Linked DNA regions of Gossypium hirsutum: region 1 is linked to region 2. The links are chromatin contacts, called in public Hi-C maps. All regions are on one chromosome and are shown on one strand. The core of a region is the stretch at or near the end of the contact, and the rest is flanking DNA. Distances in the headings are between cores, read along the strand shown. Region 1 holds the start of LOC107915116 (methylenetetrahydrofolate reductase 2). Region 2 has its middle 43 kb from the start of LOC107915118.

Evidence for each region. A called contact is a pair of places that touch in the nucleus more often than the background predicts.
Region 1: a contact with region 2 is called in a Hi-C map of anther, with 4 times the contacts expected there. The contact joins the promoter of LOC107915116 here to the enhancer-like site in region 2. A contact is called at or near these places in 19 of 34 Hi-C or Micro-C datasets (anther, callus, fibers and 4 more).

What each region holds. Positions count from the first base shown.
Region 1 is chrA10:72,042,995-72,047,735 of Gossypium_hirsutum_v2.1, forward strand. It overlaps LOC107915116 (methylenetetrahydrofolate reductase 2), which reads right to left and starts at 3,295. Exons shown (of 12, transcript XM_016844257.2): 1 at 3,047-3,295; 2 at 2,197-2,638; 3 at 2,060-2,120; 4 at 1,897-1,979; 5 at 1,627-1,800; 6 at 1,132-1,305; 7 at 503-603; 8 at 282-393. The coding sequence starts at 2,595. It also overlaps the pseudogene LOC107915114.
Region 2 is chrA10:71,967,266-71,971,910 of Gossypium_hirsutum_v2.1, forward strand. No RefSeq gene overlaps it. Among protein-coding and RNA genes, the nearest start is that of LOC107915118, 43 kb to the right of the region's middle. Within about 2 kb of position 2,471, at least 1 of the 9 cell types and tissues checked has an H3K27ac peak or open chromatin away from gene starts, as enhancers often do. A contact at or near this core is called in hypocotyl, where this site is marked.

The sequences.
Region 1 (4,741 bases), core at 2,045-4,544, 77 kb after region 2:
GCAATAAAACAATATCACAAAAACGAATAACTTCTTACATGAAAACAAATGTTTGAGTTGCAAGAATAAAAAAATAGAAAAAAAATCAAACGTTTAACTAATGTATCAAATTCCCATGAGCATCTAGCATATACTACTTATAAATGCATTTGACATTTACTATTCAAATTGAGGTTTCATATAATCAATAGTAACTCCAAGAGAAATTTAATGCATCAAAGATGTTTTGTTATGATTTATACGAAACAAAAGAAAAGGGCAAAGGTTCAACCACTGTGTACCTGATGGTCTGTTAGTGCACCATAGGACGGATTTCGAGAATCACCCCATCGCCCATATGGGTACTGATCCCAACCAATAGTCCTGGTTATGTAACTCTTAGGACGGTTAGACCTGCCATCATTAGCTAGAAGCATCAGATATCCATGAATATTTAAAAATTATAACGCATTAAACTGAAGATAAATAGCTAAAGACATGAAGTTCAACATCTATCACACACCAAAATATTGGACGAACATCTTCTTTAACACGAAAAACATTTGCAGGGCGTCTCCAAGGTAAGGACCTAGAAATTTTGGACTCTTCAATCAATCCAAGATTCTGCCAACATAAGCCTACTATTAGCATGGTGCAAATGAAGTGATGATACATTGGAAAACAAAGATCAATGTAGCTGACCCAAAACTATTGCCAAAATTCATTTATCATTTACTTTCAATAGAAGAAAAGTAAGTTCCTTACAGTTTATCTTAAATTGAACAGCAAGTCATTTTAACGAAATTTGTGAGTAAACCCCAGTCTTATTCTATACTTGCACGTCTTTGCTTTCCTTAATTATTTGAACTGATATTCACCTAATTATTTGAAAGTAAACAATGGGAAAGCTTGACACTGAAAATGCTAAGAGGCAGTTCAAGGTTTTCTAAAATAAGTGAAGAACAAAAATATGTAGTTAAGAGTTCTTATTAACCCTGCAAGTCTTCAATTTGAGGGAGGAAGATATCTTGAACTACATATTTGTTCCAAGAATTTTCCTTTCTAAATTTCAAAGTTAAAGAAGTAAATGCTATTCCATAATCACCTCTACATGCCAAAATAATGATATAATATGGGATAACAAAAACCAACCATTAGGATAGCTAATGCAGATTTCTCCATGTTTAATGTATAAAGGTGCAATGTCTTAACCCCATGAGCTAAAATCTTGCGGCACATTTCTGTTCCAAGGTGAACTCCATAGGCTTTGACAGCTTCTTCGTTGTCCTTGATAGCCTCTAAGGCAGCAGTAATCTCAGCTGGTATCTACAATGAGCCATGCAGGTGTTACATTTTTAAAATGTTAACAGAAATTGCCACCAAAAATAGCTTTTGTGGCCACTCTTTATAAGCGGATGTAATAATTAGTTGCCAAGAAAAAACAAGCAAAGAGTGCATTGCAATGACGTGGGATGCCCTTCCAAATTAGAGGCCTTCAGAACCTTGTATCTTTTAGCCTTTTGAGAAGAATGATGCTGCTTTCATTTCCTTCATGCAAAAACATCCCACTAGTACATGCACCATTTGAATAAATTTTACCAAATTGATACTATTTAATGCTCAAAAATATCATGTTATACCGCATACCTTAGTTTTGCAAAAGCCAGTCATTCGCAAGAAACCCTTGTAGTTATTAATGGGCATAATACCCGGCACGATAGGACAATTAATTCCAATTTGGCGACAGTCATTGACAAATTTGAGAAAGATATCGGTATCATAAAACAGTTGAGTAACAATCAGATCAGCTCCTGCATCAACCTATGTAGTAAAGAAGATTTTAGCATGAAAATTAACCAATATAAATTAGAATTAAGACAATATTTTCAAATCAAGCAATGAGTTAAAGAGTAAAACCTTTCTCTTTAAGTAGGCAAGTTCATTCTGATAAGCTTCAGGTGTGGCTACACCGTCATTTCCTATGGCATCGGGATGTGCCTCTGAGCAAAGAAAGCAAACTATTAATCAAAAGCCACATGAACAAGCCTCTTATATATGTATATATGTCTATGAAAAGCACCTGGATAACCGGCAACTGTGATGCCAAAGTAGTCACCATATTTAGATCTGATATGTTTCACCTAGAATAGGAATTAAAAGTTAGTAACATATGTACATTAAGAAATAAAAACAGGGCAGAATGAGCAATGGCTTTACCAGATCAAGGGCACAGGAGAAGCCGCCTTCGACCTGGACAAACTTATCCTGGCCGTGAGGGGGATCACCTCGGAGGGCGAGAACATTCTGAATACCGTTGGACTTGATGGTCTGAAGAGCATGGTCAATCTTCTCTACGGGCATATTGGTGCAAGTGAGGTGCATCATCGTCTCCACACAGATGATATTCTGCATCTTGTTAGCAATGTCGAGGGTGAGATCAGCAGTGGAACCACCTGCACCCCATGTAATGTCACAGAAGGACGGGTTATGAGCAACCATACGATCCATTCTCTCGAATAGGTTGTCTACTCCATCCTCAGTCTTTGGAGGGAAGAACTCAAAGGAAAACACCACTTTCCCTTCTTGCAAAGATTGGATCTTCTCTATCACCTTCATCTTTAATTGGATCTTGAACTCTCGGTGTCACCAACACCAACTTCTGCAAGAATTCAATATGAAACTGAGGTGTTTGGAGAGATAAAACAAGAAAAGAACAACAGGAAGTCGCAACAAAACAAACCCAAGACCGAATCTGAATCTAAAAGAATAACCGATGGTTCAGAGCAAAAACGATCAATTTGAACATCATAGAAGAAGATAAAAATGGGCAATCTTGAAATCAATCCTTTCTAAGTAAATCGTATAGGATAAAGCATGAATGATAAACTAAAAGTCATAGATCAGATGAGCTAAAATTTAAGCGGCTACTGTTAAGAAATACATTGTGAAGAATCAACAAGGCACTAAACAAAGACTGAAAGTCCAAATCTAACATTTGTAGTAGTACATTGTCCCAAATTCATGGAAACACAAAAATATCCCAGAAAAATAGGAAAAAGAGACTCACAAATGGGTTTGTGGTTGGTTAAGAGAGAGATGGGAGGTGGAGGCATTGCAATGGGAGTATTTGTATTTGAGAGAGGAAGGGAACGGATGGGGGTTGGTGTCTTTTGAAATGACGTTGTTGCCCACTCAACAACCCAATGGCCTTATCCCACTCTCAATTCAGTATTTACCCATTAAAGGTCAATACCATACGGTTTAATTCTTATGCCCCTGCCCTTTTGCACTTTTTTTTAATTTAGCAAAACCAATCTCTTTAATTTGAAAATATATAATCAATTCAGATTTAACTAAAGTGTTATCAAGTCAACTTTGATTTCTAAATGGGAGATTAAATTTTTTAAATTTAAAAAAGTAGAGGGAGTGAGAGGAAATTAGACCATAAGATACAAATACGGTTGTCGTATATATTGCTTACCAACCACAAACAGCGATGCCGACATGTTGGTGGCGTCAGCTTGAAATGAATCACAAAATTGGCGGTTGTATTTTCCTTTTCTTACCAAAACTCACTATTATTTTATTGTTTTAGTTTCATCCCTCTTTTTAGTTCGTACACTGAATCAGCTTTTGACCTTTTTCCTTACTCTTTTTATGGCCGATTTTAATAAAAATAAATACCATTTTTAAGAAAATAGATTGATTTTGTGGAGAGAACTGAAACGTATTTTGTAGAATGCATTTTTAACTTTTTAACACATCACTTCTTTTGGTGATTTTGTTTTTAATATTTTCTTCCTCAAGCTTTTTTTTGGTTAAATAATTAATTAATAGTGATTTTAGATTTGATTCACATTTGTATTTTTTATTTTATATCGTTTTAAATTTTTTATTTAATATTTTTAATTAATATTATTTTCAAATTTTTATTTTAATTTATTTTTTAAATTAATATTTTTTTATTTATAAAATTAAATAATTATTACCAATTGTATAATAAAAGTATTTTTTTTATAAATTTGATATTTTATCAAAATGTTAAATATATTTTATTTTGTAAAAAACATCAACTAATTTTTTTGATATATTTTTTATACATATAATATTTATATATCAAAAATATTTGTTTCTTCCTCCTATAATGTGGGAAGGTTAATTTCTAATATTATAAAATAATTTTTTCAAACATCACTATGTTTATTTATGAAATATTTCAAATACAAATACAAAAATATATAATACTAAAATTTACTACACTCATGATATAGATTGAAAAAAAATATTACACATGAAAATTATATTTACTAAAAATATTTTGGCAATATTTAATTGATTTTATAAATAAAAAGTTATTAATTAAAAAAAACCTTGATAACTCAAGGAAAAAATCACAATTAATTAATCAACCTCTAACTAGAGAAAACTAGTTGCATAAGTTTTTAGCATATAATTCGAATATAAATAACTGTATCATCAAATCTACTAGCTCTAGGAACATGATTATGGAAAGATTTTGATGCGAGAACCTAGTAACCAGCATCCCTACCGAAACTATCACTACCACGGAAACCACCATTACCACCATAAGCTCGAGGGCCGCCACTAGGTCTTTCATTGGCATAACTTACTCGAATATTTGGCCATTGAGTTCCTGTAATTTCAGTACCACAAAATAATCAAATACCAGATTCACCAGAAACATGTTCCATATACCAATGTCTTTTTTCCCTCACCTGACCATCCATGGCTGACAAGGCAT
Region 2 (4,645 bases), core at 1,221-3,720:
AATTTATTTTTTTGGGAATAATAATTTCTACCGGTATCTATTAAGATAATTACTTTTCTATTAAAAGTAATAAATTGTTTTTGTTTCTGTGTTTGGTTCTTGTTGCTCAAGCCCACATTCGATACAATTTGTGGTACAAGGATAGCGGAGAATATCATTTAGTTGAAGGCTAGGAATGTTTTGGATCCATCTAGCAAAAAACACAAGTACTTTTTGGTAGAATGTTTATTAGTATAAATATCACAAATCGACTTGGTTTTGAACATTTTTAAAGTTCCGCTATAATAGTAAATCGCTTTCATAACTGGATTTTTCCTTTACTATCATCATAATCTTCATCATAGCTATCATCCATGTCAATATCATCCACTAAATCATCATTATCTTAGTTTGCATGTCGACGGTCATGCTAAGAAGGGATGGATTCTTCCCCTTCATGCCATGGGTTTTTATCACGATTCATCCTACCTGTTCTTGACTGCTCAATAAGCTTCTCATTTCTTTTATTTGCTTGCTTCTGTTTATCAATTTGTTCTTGGATAAAATTTTATTACTCTTCGTATCTCTTCTTCTAGGAGGATATTTGTTCCTTCATAACTCTTATTCTCTTTTGCATGTCCAAATATTGTTGATTATTGGACTAGTGATGTTGGGATCCCTGATCAGTAGGTGATGTTCCGGCATGGTGTTGATTTTGTAGGTTAAATTATCATGGGGGTAGTGGTAAAATTATTTGTATAGGTTTTTTTGGTATTGATTTTGTTGATTTGAGGGTTTGTGTTTTGGTTGTCATGTATGGGGTTTGGGTTTTGAGTTGTTCTGGTTTGATCTATATTTCCTCTTGTGTTACGACTAGTGGGGTCTATAACTTGGTCGTGGGTGGGATCAAACTCGATGCTGAGAGGATCCCTAACACTTGGGTTCGACATGTTTGTCCACACTCACCACACCAATTGCTAATTAGTGAGGTAAAAAAATTTGGAAGATGGTGGCTGAACGGGGAAGGTAGTGTGAAGATTAGGAAAGAGGTTAGTTAGTGGAAGAGTTTGGGAATTGAAGGAGTGAGTACGTAGTGTATAAGTTGTTGCATGGACCTTTTATAGTGGGGAACAAACTTAGCTACATGTTCTGAGGTCACTGATATGGAAGTTTGATTTGATACTCCTAGTAGTGACGTTGATGCTAAGTCCTAGGATGATGTTTTAGGACGACTGCCAATCAATTACTCTAAATCTCCACGTAGTCCTTATATAATCTTAGCGGAGATGCCCAGCTCCCAAGTTCGTCAAGCTGAGGTTCACAAACTAACTCAAGACCCACCATGTCTAGTTCCATTGAGAAACACATGTCGAGTTCTCTATAAGTACGTTGTCAGATTCGCAAGATATATTATGAGGTATACATAGTTCTCTACATAAGATATAACAATCCTTCAACTTTAAGATATAAAACTTTTATATTATTATTATTATTTTATTTCTTTTCGCTTATCATTTTCATGAAGCTTAATTTTTCAAAAAAGAAATTGGAAGTCTGGAATCAAGATCAAATGTTTGTTTAAACAAATCTCTTTTCTACGTGAATAATGATTTTTCAAGTGTACTTCTTTGAAGCCAAATGATTCCCAAAGTTCCAAGAGCTATTCCTCAACTTTAGTGAAAGCTGGTCCATAGTTTAATGAGCACCAAAAGGAAAAAAAAAAATTCAATGCGACCTCTAATTGGATATGATCTAACATTCTTATCCATTTGAAGAAGTGTCGTCACTCGGGATAAATCTTTGATTAAGAAATGATTGCGTTTTTAAAGAAGATTATACCCTTAAAGTAAGGGTTAGAACACAACCAATTTTTAAAAAATTATTATGTACTTTTTTATTTTTAATATTTTACTATATACTTATTGCTCACTTCTCACTTCTTTTCAAAAAATTTATTGACAATGTATCAAATATTTTCTCTTAAATTAAATATTATTACATTTAATATTTATTTGTCATCAAATTTATTTAATATTTAATTGAATCAATTAATTTTTGTTATTAATTAAAAATCTCATAGGCTTTATCTCCATAGTCATTGTATCTTGATACAAGAATGTTAAAACTATTGCTTGACTTTCAATTATAGCTTTAGTCACTCATTTTATAGTAAAAATTTTGAATTTCATCATTAATATTATTGTAATGATTTTTTAATCATGATATTTTATTAATGGACAAAAACACTAATTTTATAAATTTAATACCCAAATTGTTGTACACCCTCAGAACTATTTACAGTAACCGAATCATCAACAAGAGAATGTGAATACAGAAACTTAAATTTGAATTTAAAAATCGAATAAATTTGATGTATATGCAATTCTGTTATATTTGTCCCAAATGGAGAATTTTAAGAGTAATGTGTTATCACATTATTATTAAGAAAATAAAGGAAGAATGGGTTTTTGGCATCATTGTGCATAATGTTTCCCATGTGATAAAGAGACATGATAGGGGGGAAGGCCGGAAGGAATATTTAAGCTACCCTTCCCTTATTGTAAGGACACCTACTTTTAATCATTTCAAATTTATAAAATCTCTTTTATTTTTCACAAAATTATTCCATGTCAGCTTAGAAAAATAATTGTATTTAAAGAAGAAAAAGATATTTGTGTATTTATATCGTGTGTTGTATTTAAGGTATTCTGATATAACATCACATTAGATAAATCACATACATTTTACATATATTATTAATCATTATACAATAATGATAAAAAGTATTTTAACTCTGCATATAATTTTCTGCTTCCATTTTTTTTCAAATAAATATAATAAAAATATATGAAAATAATTATAATTATTCTTTTAATAACCTAATATTTCTTTGGGTAACAAGTTGTTAATACAAGAATAATTATAATTATTTTCATATATTTTTATTATATTTACAATTTTATTTTTTTCTATGGTCTTTTGAAATATTATCTCTACAAGAAAAATACATAGAATGACTTTTAATTTCAAAATAAAATTAATATGTAATTTATGTGTACTGGTTTGTGGAGATTTAAACAATTAAGATTTAAGAATCCATCATATGTTCATCTTTCAAACATTGTATTAAATATAATTTTTCATATTTTATAAATACTTTAATTACTTTTATTATTAAAATATTTTAATTATCTTTAAAATAACTATTTACATGAATTATATAAAATAAAAACGATATGCAATATTAAAAAATAATAAAAAATAAAAATATGGACCTATATATTAAGAAAGTAATATTCCCAGCTCATAAAAGGCATGATCGGGACGAGTGACCACCGACACTGCAAGTTTCTTGCATTGTAGGAAAAATGGTAATCAGCTTTTACTATACATTGAATAAAGACAAATGTAATTAATTTTAGTAAACAAATGTATAAGATGAAATGGATGTCGGAAAATGAACAAATCTTTAGATAAGTTTTGTCTGTGTTTACATTATATACAATTGGTGTTCCTTAAGAGTATTTTAAAACAAATGTCGAAAATAAAACCCAAACCTTAAAGTCTTTGTCGGTAACACACATTTAAATCATCAAAAAGCATGTAAATAAAACATTTGTAATTATAAATGATTTAGTTTCATTTTGAGAAAAGTTCTAATTTTATATCAATTCATATTGAATATTAGAATTTTAATTTAATTAAACTTAAATTGTGTTTGTTAAGTCAAATTCAAACTTAACCTTTTTTTTTAATAATATAACAAAATAAAATTAGGTTTCACAATTCTTTTTAATATTGAGTGACCATAATTATTCAACGAATTTATTATATGAAATGTTAAAGATGAAATAGTACAAATTATTATATGATGTTTTAGATTTAATACTCATTATTTTTACTTATATGTATATAATTTTTTAAATTTATCAAAAATTTAAAAAAAATATATTCTCAAAATAATATTTATTATTTTATAAAATTAAAAAATATTTGGTAATTTTCTAACTGAGTTGGAATTCAATTAATGAGTAGCACCAACTCAATTAGCCTATTAAAATATAGTATAGATATGTTTTTTATATTAATATTGTGTCTTTTGAAATCAATAATAGAATAGGGTTAACACTTGTTTATCATTATTACCATTTATCTACAATGTATCTGTTTTTGGTAAATAGAATAGGAAACCTTACAATAAGCTAGAAAACGTCAAAAGGAGAAGCTACATATAACTATAAACCTTTCTCCCTGCCAAACGCCAACTTAGCGATACAATCAACTTCAACATTTTCTTCTCTAGGGACATATTCAATTGATCGGTTCTTTTCATTTTGCAAGAAGTGAGTTATACATTTGATTATTGCTGAATTTGACCACTTCGACAAAGATTCTTGATAGCCCTAATAACTTCCATGTTGTTTGTTTGCACCAATACTTTATCGTGTTGTCTTTTTTGCACAAACGTCACACATCGAGAATACCCCACAATTCAACTTCGAATATAAAACATTTCCCTAATCTGCGATTAAACCCAAGGATCCATTTCCCATTATGATCTCTCAAAACTTCTCCTGCAACACCGCATCCTATGTTAATCTTAATAGCTCTGTCAGATCTTGTATGAATCCAACTTTATGTTTCCACCATCTCCACCCTCAATATT